Regions from separate parts of the Sus scrofa genome. Here region 2 is linked to region 1. A link is a contact called in public HiChIP or PLAC-seq data. All regions are on one chromosome and are shown on one strand. Each heading gives the region's core, a stretch centred on a gene start, on an enhancer-like site or on the middle of the called end of the contact. The rest is flanking DNA. Distances are from core to core; before and after follow the strand shown.

Region 1 (7,369 bases), core at 2,780-5,279:
TGGATCAGTACGCCTAAATAAGGCTTGATCACTAATTTGCTTGCGAATGTGCAGTTTATTAAAAAGCATCCACATGCATGGCTAAATTTAATAGACTTTACCTTTTACTTACAAAATTGTTAAATGTTCTTTGGAACATTGATTCTATCCCATTTCTTGAAATATCACAGAAACCTTCAATTCAAAGAATGGATTTTCACAGGTCCCCTTTTAACTTTTTTTTTTCTCTTGATACCTTGATATGTGTGCCCTTTAATTTTGAAAGATCTTTACAATGGGGTTGGGGTGGGGGTTAAACTTATTACCCTGCTTTTTTAGCGCCCACTTCTTTGTCTGGGAAGCAGAGGGCTCGGATTCAGTGCGGGCAGCCCCTTTTAAAGACCCAGACCAGGGACGCTTCAGGTTTCTGCAGCTTCACTCCGCGGAGTTATTGATTGCTGGCAGTAGCAATCTCTCAGGTTGATTTGTGTGGAAAGTGAGTCCTCGCTGGCTAGGCATACAGCAGAGACGCAACAGCCGCCAAGCCAGCCAATTATTGCCGGTCCTCCCTTCTATCACTGCCCTCGCTACCTATACACTCCCTTCCGTGTCTTTCTCCACTTCCCCCACCCGCGTTCCCCGCGCGGACGGAGCTGAGGGGGCGGGGGCTCCCTCCCGGGAGCGCTTCTAGAGCTCGGAGGCAGCTCGTAGGGGGTGAGTGCGCCACGTGCGAGCGCCACGGGCGAGGAGGAGGCGGGCTCCGGGCCCTCCTGGGGGCCCCGGGCCAGGGAGCACGGAGGGGAGGCCGAGCAGCCTCGGAGGGACGTGCACCGGGTGGCGTTTCGAGTGGGGGAAACCACCGCTCGGGGGGTAAACGGCCGGTGGCTTGGCGAGGAGGCCCGCGTGGCGGGCCGCGGGGACTGGAGGAGGGGAAGGAGGTGGTGGCTTTGGAAACGGGCGGTGGCGGTGTCGGGGAGTTGCCCTGGTGGTCTGGTGTGGAGGTCTCGGGGATATTTACCCTACATTGGCGAGAGACGACCCCCACAGATCTGGGGGTGAGTTCCGAGCGACGCGTGTAGCGAACCCACCCTCCCCCCACGCACGTGCACAAAGCGCTGGCACGCGGTCGGCGTCCGGCAGCACCGGCGGCCCCAGCGCCGGGAGCGCTTGGCAACAGCGTCTGTGTGGTTCCCGCAGGTCTTGCAGCCGCCCCGTCCCGCTCCAGCCAGCATGTTTTATCACTTGGCGCACGGAGGGGAAAGGACAGGGTCCCAGGGCCGGATTTTTTCGCCCAAGCTCTCAGGATCTACAGGATTATTTTTAAAACTACCAACCAATCGTTGGCTCTAGTAGTTAAGCTGCCTCAGTAGATCTGTGCGCGTCTTGGCCAGAGAAAGGCCACAAACTACAAGGAGAAATGGAGTATTAGAAAAAAAACACAAAAATCCAAAAAACTTCCTTTCCCCTTACATCCCTCTTTATTTGTTTGCACGTGAGGACAGTGCAGGGATCTTTTGTAAAATTATTATCACGAAGTAGAAATGTCTGTGCTGGTTTTGATCTGTTTGTGGAGCTACGGGATGAACCAGTGCTCTAAAGGCACAGTAGAGTACTTGGCTGAATAAATCAAAGGTGCAGAATAGTTATATCGTCATGTTCTTGAAGCTGTAAGCTGCTACCAATATGGTAGCCCTTGGTTGCATGTGTTTTTTTAAATTAAACTTAAATAAAATTCAAAATCAGTTCCTCCGATACACTAGCCGCATTTTTGGTGCCTAACAGCCACAGGTGGCAAGTGGCTACCTTATTTGACTGCCAGATGTAGAACGTTTCCATCATGGCATGAAGTTGGAATGTGCTGCTATAGAGTTTTAAATGAATGTTGGTTCAAAAAGAAACAACCTGCTTTATGATGCCAGTCAAATTTTAGGACACTCTTGGCATTTGGATTTCTTGGCACTAGTGTGAAAAGTTGTAAAGTCAGAATTTCAGTATCTTCTTGCTGAAAGAGGTCTTAGGGAACACTTAACACAGTAATTATTATTTTTTTTTTACAAGGAAAGGAAATTAAGAGATGTACCCCCATATCCTGCTATAAATTTGGAACAAAAATAGCCTGACAGGCTATAGTACACTTTGTGCCAGACTAGAGCAGTTGCTTGGGGTTGGTGAGACAAATTAACTCTACAGAAAGGTGACCTGACAGAAGATTTTAGACGAGAATATCCTTTTACAAGAGAAAATATTTCTTAAGGCTTTTTCCAGGAAGAAATTCCATTTGGTAAAGAATAAGGTGTATGGGGGATAGGGGATAACAAACTAAAAATGTATTATTGGTAGTGTCATGGATTCATAAAATGCCTTTTAAAAGAGACTGTTGATATAACATTGTGCTTACTTAGAAAAATTATGAGGAAATGGAATTACCCTTTTAAAGTAACAGTTAAAAAACACTCTTAAGGTAAGGGAGGAAAGGTGTTACATATGGTGAGAATTGTTAGCAAAACAATCTTCCTCAAATTCGATGAAGATAACAGATACATTGCTTATGTCTTAGACTGATATCACGAGGGTGAAATTTGACTGGAAAAACTTAATTACAAATTATGCTCGTTGAGACATAGAAGGCAAAAGAACACATACAGATTTAGAGGCAAAGCACAAACTTTCTAACTTCAATGCTTTGGTTGGTTTTGCCATGATTATCCCCTGTATTTCTTACTGGGAAGTAAAATGTTGGTATTAATTCTGGTCATTTATGGTAATTAGCTTTTAAGTTAATAAAGGAATCCTAAGTGTTCAGATAAGAGTACACACAAATGATAAATAAATTTAAAACAATAACAAGAAAATAGTTTTTAAAACTTGAATTTCTCCTGAGCTGATGCATTTGAATTATTGTCTTTTTTCTTTTATTATTTATTTCTTTATTCATTTATTTTTGTCCTTATAGGGCCCCACCCGAGGCATATGGAGGTTCCCAGGCTAGGAGTCCAAATCGGAACTGTAGCCGCCAGCCTATGCCACAGCCACAGCAATGCTGGATCCAAGCTGGGTCTGTGACGTACACTGCAACTCAGAGCAACGCTGGATCCTCAACCCACTGAGCCATGTCAGGGATCAAACCCGCATCCTCATGGATGCTAGTCAGGTTGGCTAACTGTTGAGCCACAACTGGAACTCTTTTTTCTCTTATTACTTTACCATTTGCATGTGGTTCATGGTAGAGGCATTCTTCCCATTCTCTCTGAAATCTGATAGCCTAAGGGAAAATCTTTTAAATTCTTCAGGTACTTGCAGTATGCTAGAAACTTCAACCTCTCCATGGCTGACAATCTAAAAGATTAGTCTGACTAGGGACAATCTCTGTGGCCAAAAGCCAATTGGCTCTATCCCGTCACAACTATATAGTGATGCCGAGTTATGGAACCTCCCTCTGCCTCAGTTTCCTCATGGATAAAATGTGGAACATAAAGTGCTACCTTCACAAATTTGTTGTGATGATTCAGTGAGCTATCTAATGTGAAGCATAGAGTTGGGAAAGTGGTAAACTACAGTAAGAACCATTCATATTCACCTTCAAAGGATTTCTACTTCTATGCCATTAAGTTCCATCTTCACCCCTCCTGGGCTGTCACAGTCGAAAACGTTGGAGAAGTAGGTTGTAGAGAGGTGGGGATTGGTTCTGGATGAGAACTTTGTGTGACTTTTTACTTTTAGGGGACAGATACCTTTAATCCTAAAACTTCCTGACTCAGTGGCTATAGATTACCTTATTTCCCTTTCATAGGCATGGTGCCTCTAAGATGCTTTCAAGCTTCCTTTGTCTTTTATTTATTTATGTATTTATCCTGAAGGATGCTTCTTTGTATGTGTTAGCAGCTTGGTTGTTGAAAAGGCACTGGAAACTCCAAGTCCGTCCTTTTTTCACCCTGGTTGACCTTTGGAATGCTGTTGTCAGCCAAGAAGACATTGATATCTTCAGTCTCCTGCTAGCTTGAATTCTTGAGGGCAGAGCCTGCTCAGATTATCTCCTGATGTCATTCCAAATGTCCGATGGCCATCTATGGCAACAGGGCTGGGCAGAAGCCTGCTGGGGAGGGGGAGCCTGTGGCAGCCTAATGGAGCGTTCTGTTCAAGAGGGACCTAGAAGTAGTTCTCTGTGGGCGCATGATTAACTTTACAGCTGTGTCTAAGGGACTGTTTGCCACTTCTTAAAAAACAGAAGCCACAGCATTTTTGTTTTAATAAAATCTCCCACTTGGGATGTGTATAGTTCCTATGATTTCATGATAGCTATAAATATGTATTACAGAAAAAAAACAGACTCAATGGACATTAATAAGCAATTTATATCTGGTATTTGTGTTAACGCTCCTTATTAAGAATATCACCTAAGAAAAGGACTTTTGAAAGGAGAGCATAAACTACCACATTACCTTGTTTCTTCTCTCTGTCCCCTGGCCAAATTAATTTTCCAAATTAGCTGAGAACTTTCAAATTTCTTCTAAAATATTTTATTTATAACCTAAAATTCTAAACCAAGCACAACAATATGAAATTATATTTTTTTCAAGGAAGCAAGATTTATATGCTTCAATACTCAATAGATTTAAAAACAAGGAGGACATAATTATATCTACATTCTAGTTTACTAAGAAAAGAGAATTAATATTTATTATTTGGAATGAGTTTTCTCTAAATTATTTTGGAATATGATGAGAACTAAAGTGCAATAAAACTTTAAAATTTAAGTAGGTGATTAAAACCGGTTTGTTTTACCAGTGGATGCTAGTCCATTGAGTCAAAGAGCCAAACCAAAGAGGTCTGATTTCTTATAGAAAGTTTTAAAAATAAATTTGTAGTTAATATTTATATATAAATAACATTTATCTTTGTAATACAAGGATTTTACAAAAATAATACTATCATAAAATGTGTGTTGAAATAAGTTCAAAGTATATAATGTTTAATGGTGACTATCAGTGTTGGATTAATAATGTATTAACTGCTTTAGAATTTTATTTCTTATCTGAACAAGAACCTTTTAAATAGGTACTACTATTTCCCCTAATTGACACATCTTAAAAACTAAAGCTTAGTGAGGTAACCTGTCCCAGGTCACATAGTTCTTTGCTGCCAGACAGGGGACTTGAAACCACGTAGGTTTATTTCCAATAGATGCCCTTAGCTACATGCTGTACTGCTTCATTATACTCATAAACTTTGCTCACTTATAGGGAAGATGAGAGCAGGAGATGATAAAATCGATATTTTTCCCTACCAGAAAATATTTTACAAATATGTATCTAACCCTGTGTCATCTTCTTCAAGGTAGATGCTTTAGGAGGTTATTTGCTTATTTCAGTAATGGCATCTTTGCATTTAAGTCTCAACAGAAATATCCTTAGGAATTTGCTCTGCCGTCTTAAAAGTCTGATTGTTGGCAAATCATTATCATTAAGGATGAATTTGTTGCTGAAACTAAAAACCAAATGTAATGAACAGGGTGCTTGATGGGAACTATGATGTGATTATAAAGCAGCAGATTATTCTATCTGGCTCATAAATTGACAGTAATCGCAGATACAAAATGTGAATTTAAAGAATGTCTCTGATATGAATGTAGTGTAGCCTTTAAGGAGACATTTTGGTAACACTTAGGAAAGTCTGATTATTTTTTTAAAAAAGTCAGCTTCACTAATGAAAAATTATATATCATGTATGACCATTGTGGGAAATACTTTTCAGAGAATGTACAACAGGCAGGAAAGCGTAAATCAGAGACCCTGGGTTAGAACCCAGGCTCAGACACTTAATAACCATTTGACCTTAATTTTCTAAATGTCCTCATTGTAAAATGGGGAAAGTGGCTGGAGCTCCCCTGGGTGATAATTTTGTTGACACGAGGACATGAAATTGTACTTCTATATTCACTTAATGCCTGGCATGTAGAAAATGCTCAATAAATGTTAGCTATCAATACACTAGTTCACTTTCAAGGGCTATCCCATTTTCCTGAACAACATCTCAGTGTGATTATATAACATTAATTTTAGATGTTTTCTATCAGCTTTCATGCTCCAAAGGAGTTTTATTTCCTATTAGAGCATTTCATATTTGAAATAAATATAAAACATTTATGACAGTATGTTGATCAAACCAATAGACATTATGCCAAGAAGTCTTATATTTTGGCGTGACAAATTTATATTATCCTTGTCCATGTTCCATGGAACATTCAGAGTTTTTTTCTTTTTTGTTTTCATATTTGACTTTATCAGACTTATAAAAATAATTATATATTCATTTGCCCAGAAGGATACATCAGACATCTTCTAAATTGCTTATTGATTACATAATCTTACACTTAAATTTAAGAAAGCTTAGCATAAATATGTAGAATTAGTGGCTTCCTATTAAATCTGAGTTAAGTCCTTTCAAATCAATATCATCTGTGTGGTGTAGGCAAAAACGCTACGGTTGCTAAGGCTTGTCTTTGTATCATGCACCATCTTTCCTCTACTCACCTTCAGCTTGTTCTCCTTTCACTCTGGCATGACCTGCTCACCTAGCAGCAATTTCTAAAATCAATAGTAGCCCTTTATTGAGTGCCTCTCTCTTCTCACAGCCTTTTCCTGATGTGACCCACAAGGTCCTTTCTTTCCTGAGAAGTCTGTTTATATTCCAGAATTCTCTTGGGCTGTGTTCTACCAGAGGAGCTGGGCACTCCCTCACTTGCCTAGTGATGCAGTAACAATATGTTGTCCTTTTAAATGAGCTAATCTCAGCAGTTTTCTGAAAAGGGTTCATAATCCATAGGAGTATCTGAGATGACAAAATTCCAAAAATCCCTGCTGTGTTGGTCAGGAGTGGAGGGGACACTCACTATGTCTCAGGTCCTTCATACCTGCTGCCTTTTCATTCACTGACATGTCCTGGTTGCGGATGAGTGGGAAGCCTGGGTCTTGAGGAAGTATTATTTTTAAAATAATAGTGCTCTTTAGTACCTGTTGTCCTGATCACCTTTTCTTGCTTTATTTTTTTATTTTATTTATTTATTTTTTTTGCCTTTTAGGGCCACACCCGCGGCATATGGAGATTCCCAGGCTAGGAGTCTAGTCAGAGCTACAGCTGCTGGCCTATGCCACAGCCACAGCAACACTAGATCCAAGCCGCGTCTGTGACCTACACCACAGCTCATGGTGTAGGGGGATCTTTAACCCACTGAGTGAGGCAGCCAGGGATTGAACCTGAAACCTCGTGGTTCCTAGTCAGATTCGTTTCTGCTGAGCCAGGACAGGGGAACTCCTGGTCACCTTTTCTATTCTTTCTTTGTATAGCAGGCTCACAGTTTAATATCCCATGGGCCACATCCTACTGTGTTGTT
Region 2 (7,369 bases), core at 2,584-5,083, 250 kb after region 1:
TGAATTCAAATCACATTTTGGAAGGCGCTTTTCAGGCAGTATCCAAAAAAGGTACCCTTGGGTTTTTTGCATTCTTATTAGAAAAGGACTATGGTTTTCTCTACAGAAATTTAATGAGATTTTATTCATATTTAAATATTTGAGTAATTGTCTTTGCTTATATGGTAAAAGCACATTTGAGGCGGGTGGCTTTTTGGCCAAAAACAGAACAATAAAAAATAATCCTGGTTCAATCAAAACATAGTTGGATTCAATAAAGAAGTAAGATGACTGGCAAGTTTAGTTCCTGCTTTTCTAGAAAGAGACAGCAGAGGTATTTTAATCAGTTTCTAATGTTTGTAATAGTTCTTGCTGCCTCAAAAAGTTGGAAATGTATTTTCTCATTTAGTATTCTTAAAAGAGCATTTAGGATTAGGTTCCCACCTACTGAAACAGCAGAATGAATGAATTTAAATTACACAGTGATAACTGTTGTATGGACCATGTTGGAAACCTCCTGGATACTGGCAGCCCATACAATCCAAATTATGGAGAATAAAGATTTATTTCTATGCTACTCTCTGATAAACTTTGAGAGCGTGAAAAGGAAGCTAATTGTTTTAGTATTTTCTGTATTGATTATGTTGGAGGTCGAATTGAATCAGATAGACATAATATATACATAAGGTGCTGAACTACTGGGATAATGCAGTTGGACTTGTTGCAAACACAGATATAATTAAGGATTTGTTAACACTTGTATAATAAACCTCTATTATCAAGGACTTTTAACTAAGTATTAAAAATTCACTCTCAGCTGCAACTTGCCATTCATGGTCTCAGCTAGAAAGCAATTTTCTTTTTACAAATTTTCTAGAAAAAAGAGTCTTCCCCTGTAAAGCTTTGTAACTGATTTTCCTTTGATAAAAAGTTTCAGGCATGAGTCTCCCTTCTGAAATGGAAAATTCCTGATGCATGAGAAGTTAAAGAGGGAACAGTGCATTTCCACATTAAATGTCCTTTCTCATAAGGTAGAAAACTCCTTTGTTAAAAGATGAGCTCATTCTTGTTTTAAGAAGTTAAATGACAGGTATTTAAGAAAAACATTAAAAAACCTGCTCCTTTTTTTCCCTAATACCACCTAGATGGTATCTATTTTTGTTGTATATTCTCCTATACATTTCCATGTATTTGTGCAAACACATCTTTTTTTTAATCACATTTTTAAAACTCAAGTTTTAAAATCTAAATCACATCCCAGTAGTGGAGCCAAGTTGGTTTTTGTTTTTGTTTTTTTCTGTCAAGACCAATAGATATAGGCCAAGCAGTACTCATTTTCCTAACATTTCCTTTGAGAAATTACATATTTATATATCATGAACATAGACTTAAGTAATAAAAATGATGGCCTACCATTTTGAATTATTTACCCTCAAAGAACCTCCATTAAGGCCATTCACAATCACACCAGCTTCTTCAAGTCCCAGCAGGAGAGATCCTGAAGGCTGTGTGGGGTCTGTGATAGGTGCACAGTAACCCTACCACTACTCCCTCCGTTTAACTTCAGTGGTTTCTACTGAACTCCACATCCCCAAAGTAACAATCATTGAATGTTTTGATGACTAGATGGAAACCTTTCTTAGATTCAGATCCCTGTTCTTTGTAGGAAGAAGTAGGCGTCCCAGAATCTAATTGAGCACAAGTTGAGAAAAGTTTTGTCGGAGAAGACACACGTTTAATGAGCCCATCATTTCAAATTTTTCAGTACTTAATTTAGTGATGATAGGAATAAATAGTAAGAGAAATAATAATACTGACCTCAACAAATAAAGGATAATTGCTTTGATGATCTTTATGGTTTATTCCTTTGGTGCTAAATTTATTATATTAATTTTCTCTTGCTTCATGACAAACATTTTATTCTCCTTCCTATACATGAACTTTGAAAGACTTGGAAATATGTTCACATATTCATAGTCATCACAGTGGAAATATGGTCAATAATATATCAAAATTCTTAAGCTTGGGTAAAACAAGTTTGAAATTAGGGTATTGGGTAGTACATTAAAGCCCCAATGGATCAGTTCCTTTCTTAGATTTTTGGTAGTCATCATTTCACTTCTAGATAACTTAGAATAGGTAGAAAAACCTAGAAGAGGAAATTGTGTGGAGAAAATCTGGCTGAAACAGTCACTGAATGATCATCGAATTTTGTTGAAGTAGTTTATTCATCTAGGGGAGTCCAGCTGTCTTTCTCCCACCTCTGTTCCTCATTTGTCCCTGACATTCAACTATCTGTTGAATTGTTGAAAACCTCTTTTTTTCACCTTAGCTGAATCATCTTGGACAATTTCAGTTTTACTAGTGAACTGAGCCAGGCTTTTAGGCCTAAACAACTTGGCTGTGTTAGACATATTTGAAATAAGCCCTAATAATTTAATCAGTGGATGACAGGAAATATCTATTTCTGTGACCAGTGTAGACCTTTGATTGCTGGATAGAGTAAAACATTTTCCAACATACTCAGTGTACAACTGAGATGAATACTTAACAAAGACTTTTCAGACTGTGAAATAGTGAAATGAGCAAAATAAGGGAAGAGGATTAAGAGGTACAAACTTCCAGTTATAAAAGAAATATACAGCATAGAGCATATAGTCAATACTCTTATAATAACTTATAAAATATTGCATTGTGAGGACAGATTGGAACTTATTATGCTCATTTTGTAATGTGTGAAAATATTGAATCACTATGTTGTACACCTGAGGGTTATATAATATTGTAAGTCAATTATACATCAGTATTTTTTCTGAAAGATTCAGTGGTTTGGAGAATTACCTAGGATGGGTCTTTCTTTTATCATGTAGTGTTGATAAACATGGATTTTCCAGAAATGTCTTAACTGCATGCTATATATCAACTAAAATCTCTATAGTCTTTCATTAGATCCTTTACTAGAAGGCTGAATTTAAATACATTTCAATGTTTATAGCATTGCCTGTTGAGCTACTTAGAAGCATAGGAGCCTAGCAGTTCATAGGTTTAAATAATACTTCCTTGTGTTCAAATGTTAATTTAATGAAGGCACAAATGATGAAGATAGTATGGTAACGGGCATAGGAGGAAAGAATTCTACCTGAGATCACCGTGTTCTCTCTCTTTGAAATATATGTTGTTCTCGGAGTTCCCATCGTGGCGCAGAGGAAACGAATCTGACTGGGAACCATGAGGTTGCATGTTTGATCCCTGGCCTCACTCAGTGGGTTAAGGATCCAGCGTTGCTGTGAGTTCTGGTGTAGGTCACAGATGCGGCTCGGATCTGGAGTTGCTGTGGCTGGGGTGGCTATGGTGTAGGCCAGCAGCAACAGTTCCGATTAGACCTCTAGCCTGGGAACCTCCATATGCTGCGGGTGCTGCAGTAAAAAGACAAAAAAAAAAAAAAGACAAAAGACAAAGAAAAAAGAAACACACGTTGTTATAAATGGACACCTCCTTCAACATGTTCAAATTTGAGTGTGGATTAACCTTACATTGACAAGTTTTAACAATAAATTGAAAATAATCAAATTTTATGCATTTTTTTCTTTCCTTACATTGTAGGTAAGGACATACTAAAAGAGTGTTATCAAGACATTGCTTTTCACATACATTCATTAGGAATTCAAAGATTTGGTAGCTGATGGTGATGTTAGTGTAATTAGCAGGAAAAAAATGGAAGAAATGCATGTTGCTATAGCAATGTGTTCATCATGAGTGATCTACAGCATAAACACCCAGATTAATTTACAAGATGCTAGGTAGAAAGCTACATGGCTGACTAGGCTACTCTCAGATGCCACAGTATTTGTTTTTATTAAGTATAAACATTACAGTGGAGCTTTCAAGGTATGTGTGCTTGTCACTGTCAATCACACAGGGGTTGCATTCCCAAAGAGTTTTCAATTCACTTTAAATTTTTAACGGATGAAGGGAAACATTTTTTAGAGAATAAAAAATATATATACTAGCATAGATGACATTTTGACACTGAAACAAGCTAACAATCTCCTTGTTCATGGGCAGACTGTGTTTCTGTTTCATCTGCACACTTGCTTTTGATACCAGAGGTATGAAAGTTTTAATGTGCAAGCGGATTTAAAAATACCGAAATTGGAAGCCATGGTGTCAGGAAACCTCTTAAGAAAGCACTTGTGGATATGAGCTGGATGACATTTTAGCCCACCATAGTTTAGGTTATTACTAGAAACTCAAGACCAAAAAGGCACCCTTACCTCATTGGGCTGGGAAATGTGATATGTGGGTGTATATATAGGTATGTGTTTATGAGCAAGTCTGAAAGATACAGTTGCCAACTGGATGCTTGTTGCTGATGGTATTTTGGGGTCCTATAGCCAGACACATGGGATGGTACAAGAGACCCACATTCCTCAGCTTGGCCAGTGGGGTGGTTCTGCAGCCTTGGCACAAACATAGAGCATGTTCACGATCTGAATTCCTCATTCTCCATTGCTTAAATAGGCCAACTTCAGAACTGGGCAAATGTTAGAAGGGAATAGAATGAGGTGGAAGGTAAAGAGAGATAGTGAAGCTTAGATGATCTGGCTGCATTCCTCTACCATTGACACTGATGGCTCACAGGATAATTTGGAGGTGGATTGTATGCAACTGAAAAGATCTTCATTAATTTGTTTAGCATGTACAAATAGCAGTAAAAGCTGTAAAGAAGTTGGCTGTTGTATTTTACTCACAGTGTTGTATATGATAAGACTCAAGAAATGGAGATGGCGTGTTCTAGTGGGACACTGTGTAGAATTGTAGTGTCCAGTTGGGATGAATCTTGTGTCCCTCTGCTTCTAGATTGCTTGATATAAGACAAAGTCATTGTTCTTGGGCAGCATACAACTTGTAGGGATCCCCAGTACAGAATTCTTGATAGAATGCCAACATGTTGAGGGCAGGACTGTCAAGGACATCAGGAACAGTAGGAATTGTTCTTGTGTCTTTTCTCCAGTGTAGAAAAGGATTGGTTTTCTGGGACCAAGTCCCAACATCTGGCTAAACCATGTATATTATGAGATTTGGCCAAGGGAATTTTTAAACTTTAAGCCAGGCCTGGCATTCACCAGTACTATCCCTATGGGATTTAGCCTGAAGACTAGAGCTTGCCAAACCCAAGTTTGGACCCTACATTGCTTAGGCTGGATTGACAGCCACTCCATAGAGGAAATGAACAATAAACATTATGTCCTTTGGGGTTCCACAAAGGAAAACAATAAACCTGCATCAGTCATGGTTCCAATAAAGGATGGGTTGCTTCAGGCTATTGCCCGAATAAAGGCTGTTGCAGGCATTCAGCCCCTAAAGAGAAGAACTTTCTTTTCTTGCCCCACCCTGTTATGGAGTCAGTTGCTGGCCACCAGTGAAGCTGGTGCTAATCTAATCAGGATGTTTTGCTTTAACTTCTGGTGTGGCTTTTTGTCTGGGTTGAGAAGGAAAAAAAGGTTTTTAAAAGTGCTGCATTTCCAAGTTGTTTGTATTGGTTTAAGTGTCTCTGTTATTTTCCCAGTACATATTTCACATCAGTGAAAACTGGTTAGGCATTTAGAATTTTTATCATATTACTTAAGGTATAGAGTATAAATGCTGTTTTGCTTGGTTCAGCATAATTTTCCTAAAACAAGCAAACCAAATTGTGCACACAGTGAGAATGGGGCAGGAGTGATACTAGGTGTTTTTTGAAATTAGTGGCTTTTAAAAAATATCTCTGCACTCTGGTCTATAGATTTCACTCTGCTCTACTTTTTCTTTTTTTGTATTTTTTTTTTTTTACCAATATTGTTTATTTTCTGTATTCCCTCAGAACATATATGCTCCCTTGATTTTTTTTCAAGTGCCTAGAATTATACCCAATACATAGCAGACCTTCAGTACTTGGTGACTATATTAAGAATTTGGATATTTTTTTGCTAGGACATTTCCTTGGAGAAAATTTTAAAGTTTTTTCTCATTTGGCTTTATTCAGCTAGAAGACATGAAAAATAAAGTAGTTTTTTAAAAATTTTAAATTCTTTACAGAAGTTTTACTTCAGTAAGCTTTATATTTTTAATAACTCCCCAGTCTTACTTTATCTGAAAATTACTAGTGAGCAAAGATAAGAGTAGGTAGGAATATAGTATCTTCCCTCAGATATTTTATTAACTAGAAAGAATTGTTTAATGGTAATTTATGGTTTGTTTTTGTTTGAGAATTATAAAATGAAAATGTTACTAAAGAGAAATAGCATTTAAGTTAAACCATAAGATAGTTCATACTTAGAAGTCACAGGATTTTTTTCAAATTTAAAGACCTTAAATATTTTATTTTACTTGGTACACATGAGTATGAGTTCTACATAAACAGAATTAGGAAATTATCAACCGAGGTACCAACATGAATATTTTAATTAAAAAAATGTGAATACTGTAATTTTGATGATGACGATGTGTGTGACTAAAGTTATGTTTGTGCCATGCATTGTTTTTAAATTCAAGTGCCGCAAATCCTCAGCAAAGATACAATCAAAAAAAAAAAAAATCAACTTTTTTTGAGATATTGAAATAGGCAACTTATGTTTTTGTTACTATCTTCAAGGAGGTCTAAAAATATAGTCAAATTTCACCCAGTCACTTATGTTGTTTTAAAAAAACAAAACAACACGGATATGTATGAAGTGTGTGGACAGCCCAAACTCCACGCTCTTTCCTCTACAATGTTCATCTCCCTGAGGGGATTTTTATGATGGAGTAAGAAAAATGCTCTAGAATTATAGGGGTCATACATAGCTGAATCTGTGGAATAATAGGAAATGCATGGTTAAATTCTATTGTATATATTGCTAAGCTGTCCTAACGGTATGGCAATAAAGTACAGTCTTCAGGTATTGGTCTCTCTATATCACTGGGGTAGGCAAATTTAAAGATTCTGACAGTAAGAAATAGGATAAACTTGATAATTTGACTGAACCACATTACAACCTCTGGAGTACCATCCATACTAACACTTAATTTACGTTTTTTCCATTCTATCAGCTATCTTGCCTGGGACATATCTTGAAATGTAGTTATTGGTAGATGGTTATTAGTGAAGGGCAAAATGTGCTGTGCAAGGCCATGCAGAACAGCAATATTTAAGTTCTGTAATGAGGAAAGAGAAGTAATTAAAGAGATAACAAAGTATCCAGGGAATTACTTGGGAGAAAATCATAAAAGCACCCAAGGATGGTGTCATGGAAGCCAAGGAAAGGGTGCATCATGAAGAGAGGTGTGGTCAGGAATGCTGCAGAAGTCCCTGGAGCAAATATTCTTTCCACAGTTGTCCCAGCTGAAAAAATTTCATCTTTACAAGTTG

Evidence for each region. HiChIP or PLAC-seq counts read pairs in DNA pulled down with a chosen protein or histone mark.
Region 2: an H3K27ac HiChIP or PLAC-seq map of skeletal muscle shows a contact between it and region 1. The contact joins two enhancer-like sites. A contact is called at or near these places in 3 of 47 Hi-C or Micro-C datasets (embryonic fibroblasts, fetal skeletal muscle and skeletal muscle) and 1 of 2 datasets of contacts at active chromatin or transcription factors (skeletal muscle).

What each region holds. Positions count from the first base shown.
Region 1 is chr2:96,281,607-96,288,975 of Sscrofa11.1, forward strand. LOC102159394 (a long non-coding RNA gene) reads left to right here. Exons shown (of 6, transcript XR_002341810.1): 1 at 1-693. It also overlaps a transcript of MEF2C not described here. Among named protein-coding and RNA genes, the nearest start is that of MEF2C, 68 kb to the left of the region's middle. Within about 2 kb of position 4,030, at least 8 of the 83 cell types and tissues checked have an H3K27ac peak or open chromatin away from gene starts, as enhancers often do. A contact at or near this core is called in fetal skeletal muscle and skeletal muscle, where this site is marked.
Region 2 is chr2:96,534,633-96,542,001 of Sscrofa11.1, forward strand. The region is part of intron 5 of LOC102159394 (a long non-coding RNA gene); the gene reads left to right. Among named protein-coding and RNA genes, the nearest start is that of MEF2C, 320 kb to the left of the region's middle. Within about 2 kb of position 3,834, at least 3 of the 83 cell types and tissues checked have an H3K27ac peak or open chromatin away from gene starts, as enhancers often do. A contact at or near this core is called in fetal skeletal muscle and skeletal muscle, where this site is marked.